Linked DNA regions of Danio rerio: regions 1 and 3 are each linked to region 2. Evidence: chromatin contacts called from public Hi-C and HiChIP or PLAC-seq data. All regions are on one chromosome and are shown on one strand. The core of a region is the stretch at or near the end of the contact, and the rest is flanking DNA. Distances in the headings are between cores, read along the strand shown.

Evidence for each region. A called contact is a pair of places that touch in the nucleus more often than the background predicts. HiChIP or PLAC-seq counts read pairs in DNA pulled down with a chosen protein or histone mark.
Region 1: an H3K4me3 HiChIP or PLAC-seq map of gastrula embryo shows a contact between it and region 2, with 4 times the contacts expected there. The contact joins the promoter of rab2a here to the promoter of ralab in region 2. A contact is called at or near these places in 3 of 18 Hi-C or Micro-C datasets (caudal fin and embryo) and 2 of 4 datasets of contacts at active chromatin or transcription factors (caudal fin and gastrula embryo).
Region 3: a Hi-C map of hematopoietic stem cells shows a contact between it and region 2, with 2.9 times the contacts expected there. The contact joins the promoter of chd7 here to the promoter of ralab in region 2. A contact is called at or near these places in 2 of 18 Hi-C or Micro-C datasets (hematopoietic stem cells and an unstated tissue) and 2 of 4 datasets of contacts at active chromatin or transcription factors (embryo and gastrula embryo).

The regions. Positions count from the first base shown.
Region 1 is chr2:25,074,906-25,079,308 of GRCz12tu, reverse strand. It overlaps rab2a (RAB2A, member RAS oncogene family), which reads left to right and starts at 1,908. Exons shown (of 8, transcript NM_201454.2): 1 at 1,908-2,183. The coding sequence starts at 2,138. It overlaps LOC141378050 (a long non-coding RNA gene), which reads right to left. Exons shown (of 2, transcript XR_012391490.1): 1 at 4,355-4,403; 2 at 2,999-3,138. It also overlaps a transcript of ca8 not described here.
Region 2 is chr2:24,844,257-24,848,786 of GRCz12tu, reverse strand. It overlaps ralab (v-ral simian leukemia viral oncogene homolog Ab (ras related)), which reads left to right and starts at 1,390. Exons shown (of 5, transcript NM_001007321.1): 1 at 1,390-1,496.
Region 3 is chr2:25,048,761-25,052,786 of GRCz12tu, reverse strand. It overlaps chd7 (chromodomain helicase DNA binding protein 7), which reads left to right and starts at 2,696. Exons shown (of 38, transcript XM_692864.9): 1 at 2,696-2,949. rab2a (RAB2A, member RAS oncogene family) reads left to right here. Exons shown (of 8, transcript NM_201454.2): 8 at 140-1,658. The coding sequence ends at 235.

The DNA.
Region 1 (4,403 bases), core at 659-3,158, 230 kb before region 2:
AAGAGCTGAAGAAAGTGTATGAGAGAGGAGTCTAGGGTTCCATGCTGAAACTGCTGCCCCTGGAACCCATAATTATATTATGTAACAATATAAATGAGCTTTAAATTCAATAGATAACGCTGCGATATATTTACATATAAGTTTAGATTCAGTTTGAGCCTATATAACTATTATCAACTTTAAATAGTTACTTACTTACACTGATAAAGTCAATTGCTTTATTAGTTGTCACCTTTTCCTTTTACTTCATGAATGTGTTTAAATAGCTTAATTGTCCTCAATCTCTCAGGAGATGTCAATCATAGTTTCAAGGCATTTGATTGGCTCTTTAATAATGATGTAACATTCATGTGCAGGCTTTTCCTGAACACAGAATCAAAGCTTGAATTCACTTCTAATGGGTTCCAAAACTGCAACAAAAAAGCACTTTTTGCTCCATTGACATGTTTTACCCCGCTGTACAACAGAATTGGACATGCTCAAAACCCAGTTTGACTGCGGCTTAAGTGTGTTGTAGCAGGGTTGGAATTTAACTCTGTAGGGCTCCAGTCTTCCAGTAACTGAGTTTGACTCCCTGGATTAGAGCATAGGTATGAGCCCTTCTGAAATGAATGCAGTGTGGGACACCAAATAACTTCCCTGCTCAAAGCATCCATCAGTTTTATCCCTCAAAATCCTTCAAAGGGTCCTTTGAAGTAGCCAGTTTTGAGCACTTCAATTTGGATAGAAACTATGGCAGCCATGATTGTTTTCTTTCTGAAGTGCCCTTTGGAGGGTGCTACAACCGTTTGGAATACACACAGAAAAGATTGATAATCAGCGTCATGGTACCAACCAGGCCTGACTGATTTGGTTTGGGTTTTTTTTTTCAAATCAAAACTAATTCTGAATTTGTTCATAATGACTGACAAGTGTAAATTTCATAATTTAAATATATCAAATCCTTTTTTCTTGCTTAATGTGCATTAAACACTACATTTAGAGAACTTTTTAGTTGATTTTCTTAATGTTTAAATATTTTTGAACCCGCATATTAATAAATGCTTTTCTTGTTAGTTCCAATATCTAAAAAATAAAATAAAAAATTATTTCCTAGACAAGTAAAAAAAAAGTATCGCCTTGTTTTCAGAAATAATTTCTAAAAATTAAGTGAGTTTTTCATAAATTAATCTGGCAGTGGGGTAAGCAAAAAAAATGTAAAAAAATGAAAACACTATTATTTTGATTACACCATTGGCTGATTATTTTGCTTGTTTTAAGGAAAAGTTTTTTAAATTAATGGATTTCTTGCAGGTTTGAGAGAGAGGATGAGCAAATATGACAGTATTTTGATTTTGGAGTGAGCTTAATCTTTAAAGGAATCCTATTGCGCGTCTTTACATTTTGAATGTATGCAATATGCAATATACACTTACTGGCCACTTTATTAAGTACACCTTACTAGTACCAGGTTTGACCCCCTTTGCCATCAGAACTGCCCTAATATTTTGTGGCATATATTCAACAAGGCACTGAAAATATTCCTCAGAGATTTTGGTCCATATTGACATGATAACATCATGCAGTTGCTGCAGATTTGCCATGCTCTTATGTTGTTGAAGCCAAATTCTGAGCCTGTTGCATCAGAAATCAAGACTCATCAGACCAGACAACATTTTTCCAATCTTCTGTACAATTTTGATAAGCCTGTGTGAATTGCAACCTCAGTTAACGGATAGGCACTTAATCAGTTCACCCAATATGGCTTTTAAGATATCAGTACAAGGCTTGAAACTTTTAAAATGCTAATAAATCCTTTTGATGTGTTTAGAGAAAAATAAGCCTCCTTAAACATCACAACTAAAAACCCAAACTGTCTCTCTGCCCTGAGGGCGAACATTGACCTGACACATCGCGGTGAGGTGAGCCAACTTCCGGTGAGGTCCAGCAGATCCTCTTCTGTTCTGCGTGCGTGGCGAAGGCGGGACGTGTGACGTAGGCCGGCTGGAGCTCGAGGTGTTTATTGTTCCTTCCCGTCGAAGAGAGAAAAGGGCTGGCTTAGCGGAGGCATATCTCGCACACACGCTTTCCCAGCGGTTTTAGCTTCACGGAGCCATTTTAGTAAGGCCAAAACAGGTTGATCCGGGAGCGGTTGGCCATGGCGTACGCGTATCTCTTCAAGTACATCATCATCGGAGACACGGGTAAGCAGCGGCCGAGACTCGCTTATTTCCGCAGTGTTGGACTTAATGACGTGGTTCAAGCAGAGGCGCGAGGGGTGGGAGAAACATCTGACAGCCTGTTTTTGTCTCTCCATCTGCCTCATTAGCTCCTGGGCTACGTTTTATCGCACACTTTATGTCAACTTCCAAGCGTGTGCTTTATGTCACGACAGCGGCGTGCAGTTAAAAGGCTGTCACGGTCTTTTGTTTTCCGCTGGGTGGGGGAGTTAGCAGACAGGCTAAACGCTGCTTCATATCAGCTGTCCGCCTCGATAACGACTGCAGAATCTCTGCTTTCTGTTAGCATGACACGTTGAGCGAAAAAGCAACATGCTGTGTACCTGTCAGTGCGTCTGACGGAGAGTTTGCTTCCTTCACTTACATCTTTCTTGAGTCCAGCTAATCTAAAGGCCAAAAGCAGCCTGGCTAGCTATAGCCAACATCGCTAGCAGCTATTTACTCTTTCTGAAAATGGCGTTGATTCCGCTGCATTTTTCTTCTTCAGAACGTTTAATAAGTAATGACTGCTATAAAAGAAACGAGTTTGTATCATTAATAAAAGTGACACGTTTATTAGTCAGGGCCATATAATGTCTGTGCATATTTGTGGCCTGCTAGTGTTCTCATCAGATTTCTGTCACTGAAGGCCTTTCCTCAAGACATACGACAACAACAGTCAATGCATTTCTGCCTTAGTATAGTTTTTTTTTTTCTCATTACACAGATGATTCTGATTATTCCCATAAACATTTTTTGGATTATAGCATAAATACTGCGTTAATAAGATGTCCACATGATTTTTGGTATTAGTTGGTTCCAAGTTATTAATTTTTGTTCATTTAATCAAGTGTAATGCACATTAATAATACACAAAACAAAATAACATGGTAAAAATGGGTCAGTTTTATCCAAACTGGCTCATTTTTATTAGTAGTCCCTTTAAAGGGCCATGAAACCCCCTCGTTTCAGCAGGGTGTTTTCACACCTCCACTTTCGAAAAAGTCAGAAAAGTGGGCGTGTCCAGCTCTGTTTAGGGGGGAGTGTCGGAGGAACTAAAGTGGGATGGTGTGGGAGTGTCTATTTGTGCACGCGCGAGTTTCAGAGTCAAAATACACACCCACACAGACAGGAGAAAGCGATGGTGTTTAACCTACATGGACATCTGTAGTCGAATTATTTGCCAAATTATTAAATGTTGGACTTTAACTGCAGTTTGGCTCTTTCATTCAGGGAATTCATTCATGCCTCTCGCGACAAACGAGATATTTGATTCGAGGATCTGCTCTAAGCGTGTATTTTTCATGCAATGTTTGATACCGCACGGCGAATGAGAGGGAAAAAAAACTCCGCATTTCCCGGAAACTTAGATGCACACGGCAGGCAGCGTCAGAAAGCCGCGTGTGTTATTTCGGTCACTAAATGCGGTGCTAACATTTCTGCACTCAGTGCTATAGTTAACTTAATTCGATATGAACAAACTGAATAAACAAAGAGCACTGGTCGCTCACTTACCAAATCTGTAGAGACAGGACAATCACCAGCAACTAGAGCCGCGTCTTTATGGAGAGAATACTACAAGCAAATCCAGATTTCAGCGTTTGCAGATGAGAACAGCTCTCAGGTAAACAATAATCCCCCTTAGACACGTAAGTTATTGTTGTCGAGCGTCGCGTACACTGTTAATCCACACGTGATCCAGCTGAGCTCTCACAGAGAGAAAATGAAAACGAAACTTAACGGCAGCAAACTATAAAAGCAACACTTCACGCTTGTTTTGTCAACACAACGTGGCGTCTTTGTGGTGTAAACACGGTGACACAAATGAATATTAATGAAGTTGCACAATAGAGCTCGCTGATTGGTTTGAACCAAGCCTTACTAATGCATTAATGCATCACACTGTAAGACGTAATAAGACTCACTCAGGCACAGACGCCCAGTCTGCATGCTGGAATACACGCTATTATGTCATGACCGTGACGCAGCTTCAAAAATTCGTTTCAAACAGGAAGTACGAATTTGCTTGAAATAACGCAAAAACAACCAATTTACACTTTTTAGTGAAATATAGGTGTCCTAATAGTGTTTTTAGCAGTGTGGGACACATATACGACTGTCAAAAGCTCAAAAAATGTGTTTTGGTGTTTCGTGACCCTTTAAAGGCTATATTTTGCATGGAGCCTATTTAAAATGAGTTTTTTA
Region 2 (4,530 bases), core at 141-2,640:
TATTTTTGATAGCTGGTATTGTTACAATGTTACACACGCATGCACCTACATAAATAAAAAAGATCAAACACCCAAAACCCAACTGTTGATAGGCTGCAAAAGTGTGCTGGGCCTTGGTCTGATACTGGTCGAAAGTGCTTTTCAAATGTTGCTTATTAATGCACCTTTATTGTGAGCTACACTTGTGTGAACTTTGGTGGAAATGAGTTCATACCCTCAAAATGACCCCAAGACATATAACTGACTAAAAATTATTTTAGAAATCCTTCAGAAAAGAGAACTGATTTGGATATAAATGTACAACTTGCATGTTTTGCAATGAATATTAGACAGAGAAATGTGTTATTCTGTTTGAGATGAGGGCAGCACGGTGACTCAGTAGTTAGCAGTGTCACCTCACAGCAAGAAGGCAGCTAGTTGGAGTCAGTTGGCATATGTGTGGAGTTTGCATGTTCTCCCAGCGTTCACATGGGTTTCCTCCGGGTCCTTTGGTTTCCCCCAAAGTCCGATATAGCTTAATTGAATAAACTAAATTGGCTGTAGTGTATGAGTGTGTATGAATGCTTCACAACACTGGATTTCAGCTGGAAGCCCTGCTGAAAAAAAAAAAAACAGTTTAAAACAACCTAGGCTGGTTGATGGATTTTAGCTGGTTGACCAGCATAGTTTTAGAGGGGTTTTGGCCATTTGCCATTGGTCATAGCTGGTCAGGCTAAAAAATGACCTATAGGGTGGTTTTACTTGGTGATCTCCCAGCCTGACCAGCTAAGGCCAGGTTGAAAATGGCTGAAACCCCTCTAAGACCAGGCTGGTTGACCAGCTAAAACAAGCCAACTAGCCTAGGCTGGTTTAAGCTGGATTTTTCAGCATGATGGCCATCCACTGTGTAAAACATATGATAAATTGGCAGTCCATTCCGCTGTGGCAATCCCTGATAAGTAAAGGAACCTAGCCAAAGGAAAATGAATCGATGAATGTTTGAGATTAACTGGTAAGTTTAAATCATGATTTAAGTACATAACAACGTGAGCAATGGAACTTCAGCTTCATACTGTTGGCTGCTCGAGCGCTTTCCTGCTAGTACAGTAGGAGACCTCTAGGCGGACAATTTTCTGGTAAAGATGACTAAAAGCAGATGCTAGATTGTGTCTACAGTAAACCCCGTCCAGTAACGTTATATGTATGGAGTCATTGTAATAATTTAAAAAGTTGCAAGACAACACTAAAACGGTTTTGTATCTTAGAAAGTAACGCAAGTCTGAGACGTAACCCATCGAGTTTCGTGGCGTTGACTAGTTTAGATATTCGCATACATTAACAACATTTCTTTCCGTTCAGAAGTAAATTCTTAGTCCGAGTGAGGAAGACCAAGCCCAGTCAGCCGAGGCTGTCAGCAGTGCTGCTCCCTTCTCTGAGTCATCATGCACTGAGCAAAACAAATCTGCCGTAGCAGCAAAGCTAACAACACCTTCAACACACCAGTGCCTGTTTATTTGGTGAGTATCTGTAAACACTTATAATACAACTTTTACTGCGCTAACACAACTCGTTTACTTGCTTAGCTGCGGATATAGCACTTAGTAGTACTCGGGCAACTCGTTTCTCTGTTAGCTACAAAGTGCTAAAACGAAATCCTCTATAAACACGGAAGTGATGTTTAACGCACTTCGTGTATTTAAATAATACAGGAAAATCACTCATGATTTTACACCCATGACCAAGTGAAGTACAACAGCTCGTACTACGTTTCATTTCGAAATAACGATAACGGATTTAGCTTGCTAGCTCATCAGCAGTCATAAGCTCTTTCTGTGAACTCTTGAATTTGTCGGGATTTCCTGTTTGAATGATGCGACTGGGGCGAAATGATAATGATTAAAATATGTTGATTAAAATAATTCACTTATGTGTAAATATTAAACCAGTTCATTGTAGTTTTCATGTAAACAGATGTACCAACGGAACAGGTGTCAAATATCACGCGCATGCAGGCTGTCGTTTAATTGTTGGGGAGTGTAGCACTTATCTGGGAGAAACGAGTCATGGACAAGTTTTGAACCTAATATTAATCACCATTCATATGTACCAGCAGCAGGAGATGCAACCTATCTTACACGAGTGTTGCTGTACGTGAACTTTTGCATTATAGTTTGTTGTGTAGTGAATGTCAATTTACATTGAAATGCTTGTAGTCAAATCAAAGCAATCCTCTGCTCTGGGCCAGTCAAGTGTCATATCTAAAAGAAGCATTCATAAGCAAGCTTGAAACTTTGTTGCTTGTACATGCTGCTAGTCTTCATGTAGCTACAGAAAAAAAACATTCTAAATCTATGAGATACAGCTTTAATATTGTCATACAGCTTTTTCTGTTATCTTTTCTAAAATCTTGTTATCAAACTCTGTTATAATAATTACAGATTTAAATTATTATAACAGACCTTGATGACAGGATTTTAGTGAAGATACATTGTATAATGTATCAATAATAAGAGAATTTGTGATGGAATTTGTAAACCCAGCACAAAAATGTGTTTTGAGCAGATTATAACTAATGTTAATAGCTCTGATTGCTCATTTTATTAAAGAAAAAATTATATCTGTAATTGCTATTGTTGAGCATAATGAGAAAAAAATGTAAATAGAAACCTTTGATGCTCTCAAATGCACAAAACGAACACAATTGCACAGAAAAAAAACTAAATCTGTTTGACCAGTATCACGTTTTAGGCATATAGGAATATTACGGTTTGATAACCTTGGATTAAAAAAAAAATCACGGTTTCACAGTATTGCTGCTCTAAAATATATGTTCTTTTTAAATGTCTGCGTAAAAAACAAACTTTTTCTACCTTTGAACAAAAATATTTTAATTAGAGAAAAATGTAAAATATTTTGGAGCAGTAAACATGTCAGGGTAAATAAAATAAAAAAAAACACAGATTTCTTTACAAATTAATGGATCTCTTTTCTGCTGGAGACAGTGTTGTCCTAAAACACTTTATACAAAACATTAAAAAAATCTTACTTTTTTCCAAAGGAACGTTATAGCAGGAAATTTTGGCAGTTTTAAAGCCTTAACTTTAACCAAACCAAACCATGGAATACCTGAATATGGTAATCGGCCCATGCCTAATCAAATTGGTGATTCCCTTGAGCTGTAAGTGAAAACTTACCTTGCTTATTGTCCCACCCTGTAGATGAAGGCTGTTACAGAATCTGCAATAAAGGGATTGAAAATTAAAATTATGTCATCATTTACTGTAATAATAGACTACTCTGTTTATCTAATGCATGTGCAGGTTTTTGATGATAGTCTCTTTTATTTATATATTTTGTAAAGTGATTTAAAAATCAAAAATTCTGTTATCATGTACTCATTCTAAGCCTGTTTGAGTTCCTTTCTTCTGTTGAACACAAAGGACGATATTCTGAAGAATGTTGAATTAAGCAGCAGCCATCCACAGTACTTTTTGTGCTCTACTATGCATGTCAGCGACCATGACGAAGGAAGAAATATAAGTGAACCACTTAAGTGTAAATAAATGGTGAAGAAACTTTTCAATTTTAGGTGAACTACTGTGTGTTAGCTATATTGTCAGAAAAAAAAAACTAAAAACAATAATTAGGGGTACAACAGCTTTTCATGCAAAAGTAACCTTAAAGTCCCAAGGAACCAGAAGCGGCAACTATTTTTATTACTATTACTTTTTTATTGTGATGCAGTTCCTAGAGAAACATAATATTAAATGAGAAAACAGTGGGCGTGGCTTTAAATTTCTACCGTATTTGAATTAATGTAGTACAGTAGGCATTTCATTCAGAAAGATCAGCAAAAGGGTTACAGGACAGTTATTACAAACTAACAGACTCCTCCTGCTCAACATTTCTGTTTGTTGTCAAAACGGACAGTTAGAGCAGCGTGATTAAATATGTTAGCAACGCTCATTTCCTAAGATATATGTAATCTGAAAATTTAACTGAAAAAAAAAAACAAACAAACAGGAAGTGCATTTTTAGATTTAAATTAAAGATTAGAAGGGCAAACTTTTTTTTTCTTATTGACGTGAACAGATGAATTGTTCAGCATAAAACTGGCAAAAAGTTAACAAAATCATATGGTTACTTTTTATTTTGGGGGGACTTTGAAGGGACACATGCTTTTTCTATTCCTAAAAGAACATAAGTAGTAGACATTTGCACTTCAGTTAATTCCATCTAGCAAGCCAGCTATTCTTAAATCATCAAAATGTTTGTTAAACTTTAGTCCTTGTACTCTGACATGCACAGGCTAACACAAAAATGTTAATTTGGAAGCAAAGCTTATCTTTTGATAAGGTGCTTTCTTGCATATTTCCTCTGACCTTGACATCTGCATGAATTAACAAAAGACCTTTTCATCAGCACTGTCCTCAAATATTCATCAACCAGTTTAAAACTGCAGTCTTTGGTTCAAAATTAATTACTCCTATCTTCATGTAACTACTTAGATTGCAAACCTGCAACATTCTCTTCTATTATGAAAATGAGCCC
Region 3 (4,026 bases), core at 1,447-3,946, 200 kb before region 2:
TGGTATTTTCTGCTTAATACAGCGTTATGTGACAGTACAGAATCACCATGCTTTCACACGAGCTCTTTTTACTTTTGTGAGGTCTTGTCTTCTGAAATGGAGCAGAGTGTTGAAGTGTGATTTTTATTTGTGTGCGCAGGCTAACGGCATTAAGATTGGACCCCAGCATGCTGCCACCAACTCCACGATGGGCGGCAGTCAGGGAGGACAGCAAGCCGGAGGGGGCTGTTGCTGAGCTCTGGCCTTTACCCTCCAGTCTCCTCCACGTCTCCCTCCGCCCCTTACGTTTCTACTGGACTGGTCGGGCTCACTAACATTTTCTTAACCTCCCACAGCCCAGGCCCCGGATTCAGATCATATATTAGATGGCTGTCCAAAAACAAAAACGACAAAAAAAAAAAAACAAGTATATTTATAAAGTCCAGGTCCTCTTCAAACCTCCTGACAAACTCCTGAAGCCTGTTTGGGCTGCAGCAGACATTATATGGTTACTAGTAAGGAAAAAGGCAGGAGCTTTGGAGTTAATATGGTAAATCTATTCATGTTTGTTTTTTGTTTTTTTTCAGCAAGTTGTTTGTTTTGTTTGTTTTTGTTTTTTGCCCGTTTGAACTGTATTAAACACTACAAAGTCATCTATAGTATTTTAATCAGTTGATGTGGGTGATCTCAATGAAAACTGTGGTAAACCCTGAAGTCAAAATAAAAAGGATCGTAGAGCTGGTCTAAAAAAATCTAATAAAAAAGGAACGGGTGTTATCAAAGTGAAGAAAAAGAAGCAGGACTGTTTTAAATCTGTATTTATCATTCACATTCTGTATATATAGTTATCATTTCTTGCTTTGGTGTACGTTGACCGAGCTAGAATTCTGTAATGAATTTGCTTAAATTCTATACTGTATGAATAGAGCTTGAAAAACTGCAACAGTATTGCGATATTTCCAAAAACCTGCTTTGACACCATTTTAAGGTAATCTTTTACTTCATTTGTTTTAGTTTGGTCCTGCCATCTGCCTTGACCCCTCGTATTCGTGCCCCCTCCGAACCTCCTCTCTGTATAGAAACTATGGCTCTATATACCTATTTTAATGCCAAATTTGTGTTTACCTGTGTTCTAAAAATCATGGCTCCAGTTATGGATCACCTCTCCAGAACTAGATCTGCTGTTTGCCTTAAAAGGATTTTGGGACGTCAACAGAAATAACATATTCATGTTCCGCAGGATCATTTCAGTGATTGACGTGCAATCGCATATTGCATATGATAACGCTAGACTCACTTATCCATTAGACAGACACTCACGCATACATACCTATGCCTATACATCCATACAAGTCGTCACGTATGCATGCATCTGTATGCATATAAAGAGTTTTGTTTTTCTTTCCTGTCTTTAAAGTTCATTTTTTCTCCAATTCAGTCCGCAGTGTAACGTCAGTGCAGATCCACATTAATTTAGGTGTCTGAGTGATTGTGTAAAGACTTGCTTTCTCTTGGCACTATGTTGTTAATAAATAAATATATGGTGAACATCTTGTCTGTTGTGAAAGGGGTGTGATAAAGCCAAACCTGGAGTAACTTTGTGACCCTCAACTTTATTTGCTGTGTTCTCAAAATTAAATGCTATCACGAAAAAAATATAATAAAACCTTCTAAACTCAGCGTGTTTTTGCTTGCTTATGTATGTGTGGGAGTTCATTTATTATGAAGATGACATTCATTCATCATTTATTTTAACTTAATTTATTTTACAGCAATTTGTTTTAGACGCGTTGATTTTTAGATGACAATAAAAATACCTGGAACTTAGCTGTAAGTCAATATTAGATGGAATATCGCTGATTAAATCATAAATTAAATTATTATTTTAACCAATGATCATTGTCTGAACTTTCTGAAAGAACTTTCTTTCATAGCTGTCTGGAACAACTAAAAGCATTTAACTTAATACTAATTATATTTTTTACCAAAAATAAATATTCATAGTTGTTTAGAAAATGGCGTTACAGTTAAATAATCTTACAAACACAACTCCGCAACGTGTTACATTTAATGTCAAAACATGTAATGGCGCCAAAGAAATGCTCAGTTTATTACGGTCTGCAGGCATTTAGATCAAGGACAGGCCTGAACATCCGGGCTACAGGCGCCAACAGGGATTGGTTGCTTTACGCTTCAGGTAAATTCACCTTGTTTACGTATGGCTTTGATGCCATTGTTTATCAACGGTATAGTTATTTGAGCTGTAGAGTAATGAATGTAAATGTAGTAAGTTAATCAGATTCAAGAAAGCAATTTCATCATGCTGTACCTAAATCTTTTTAAAATGTGAAACACATTCACTCACTACATTGCAGTAAAACACACTTTTTCGTGTTTTAACAATACATAAAGATATTTACATGACTTCTTAAGTCAGCAAACAAACATTCCCCTGAACCTACAACATTTCAGCAAGTGTGTATATACACAATGTTTATTTTCCTTGAAAATTCTTAAATATAATATAACGAAGTCTCAAAACAACATTTATAGAAGAAGCCCATTCATAAAAGTTTATCCGAGACAATTATTTTCAAATAAATGCTTATAAAGACCTGTAAAATAAAAGAAAAGGCACTTGCGTCACAGCCCGGCGAGGTCACTCACGCGCACGCATGTTTATCCAGTAAGAGTCATGCACGCGCCCCCTGCCTGTGGAAGGTGAGCGAGCGCGAGTGTCTAGAGGAGAGGACACGAGAACGCGACTGCCCGGATCGATCGGATTAAACTCGAATTGAGTGAAATTAACACAAAGGAGAGAAGCAGAGTCAGCGAGGACGGGACGCTGAGACGCCGACTTCATCGGCACTATTTGAATTTCGACAGTTATTCGCGTATTTAAACGGATTTTCTGGATATACGAAGAGGAGTTAATTGGCGAAAACCCTAAACTGACCCGCGTTGAGTTGGGTAAGCATTTGCCTTTCTTTCTAACGATACGACACGAATCCACAAACTTTATCAATCGCACACAAACTTATTAGATAGTCCCAGGCGTTTGTTGCGTTTTTGTACAATTATACATGTGCTTTCATTGTGAGAAAACTGTTTTTGAGTGCCATTTAACTTGTTTTCAGCCATGGTGGTGCTCGCGGTGAAAACGGTGTTTTAAAACGGCAAAAAAGTTATTTCAATTAAATGTTTCGCTGGAAGAACACACACCACACGTTGGCTTTTTCGTTTCTTGGCATTTTAACTTCTCGAAGAATCTCAAACTAGCTCGAGCACATGCTAACATTAGCTCATTTAGCTCACGCGCACTGCATTGTATAGAGCCGCACGGATCCCTATAGGAGTGGAAGCGATAAATATTTGAGATAAATTGGATACAAGGACTTTTTCCTTTCAAGTTGTAAGACAACATTTGTACACTTCATATTATAACGTTAATGGGTAAAACTATTTTTTTCAAAAGCGTATAAAGTAAGCGTTCGTTAGCTAGCTAATTGTTGAGACACGAGGTGGTTTGAACGTAACGTTAGAGGTGAGTCATTGGCCGAGCTGAATGAGGGAGATCCCCGACCCCTTCTATCAACAATTACACTTATTAAATAGTTTTCAAGCGCACAAAACTGCAAGTAAGAATCACGCCAAAGTTGCTGTAATTGTGTTTTTCCTTTTATCGCTCGATGATGCTCGAAATAGCGTGTGGAAACAGCAAAGCGTGTCGGAAAGTGCGCTTGTCCGAAGGACAATATAGATACCATGGAAGGTTGCTTGAGGCCAGATGGTCAACCCCTCGTTTTCTTTTTTTTATCCGTTTATGAAAGTCAAAACTTCAACATACTTTGATAAACACACTTCACGTGTGCTGCTTGTGCTCTGGATTCGGCAATCTGTGTTATTTTGATCGAGTGCTCGGCTGGGAGAAGTGCGTTCAGAGGCAGGCGTGCGCTGGGGTAATTAGCTGCTTGGAAGTGGCCGATCTGCTAAGAGACGGACAGCGTCGACTTCATTGTCTCACAACAAGCTAACTAGCTAGCTGGA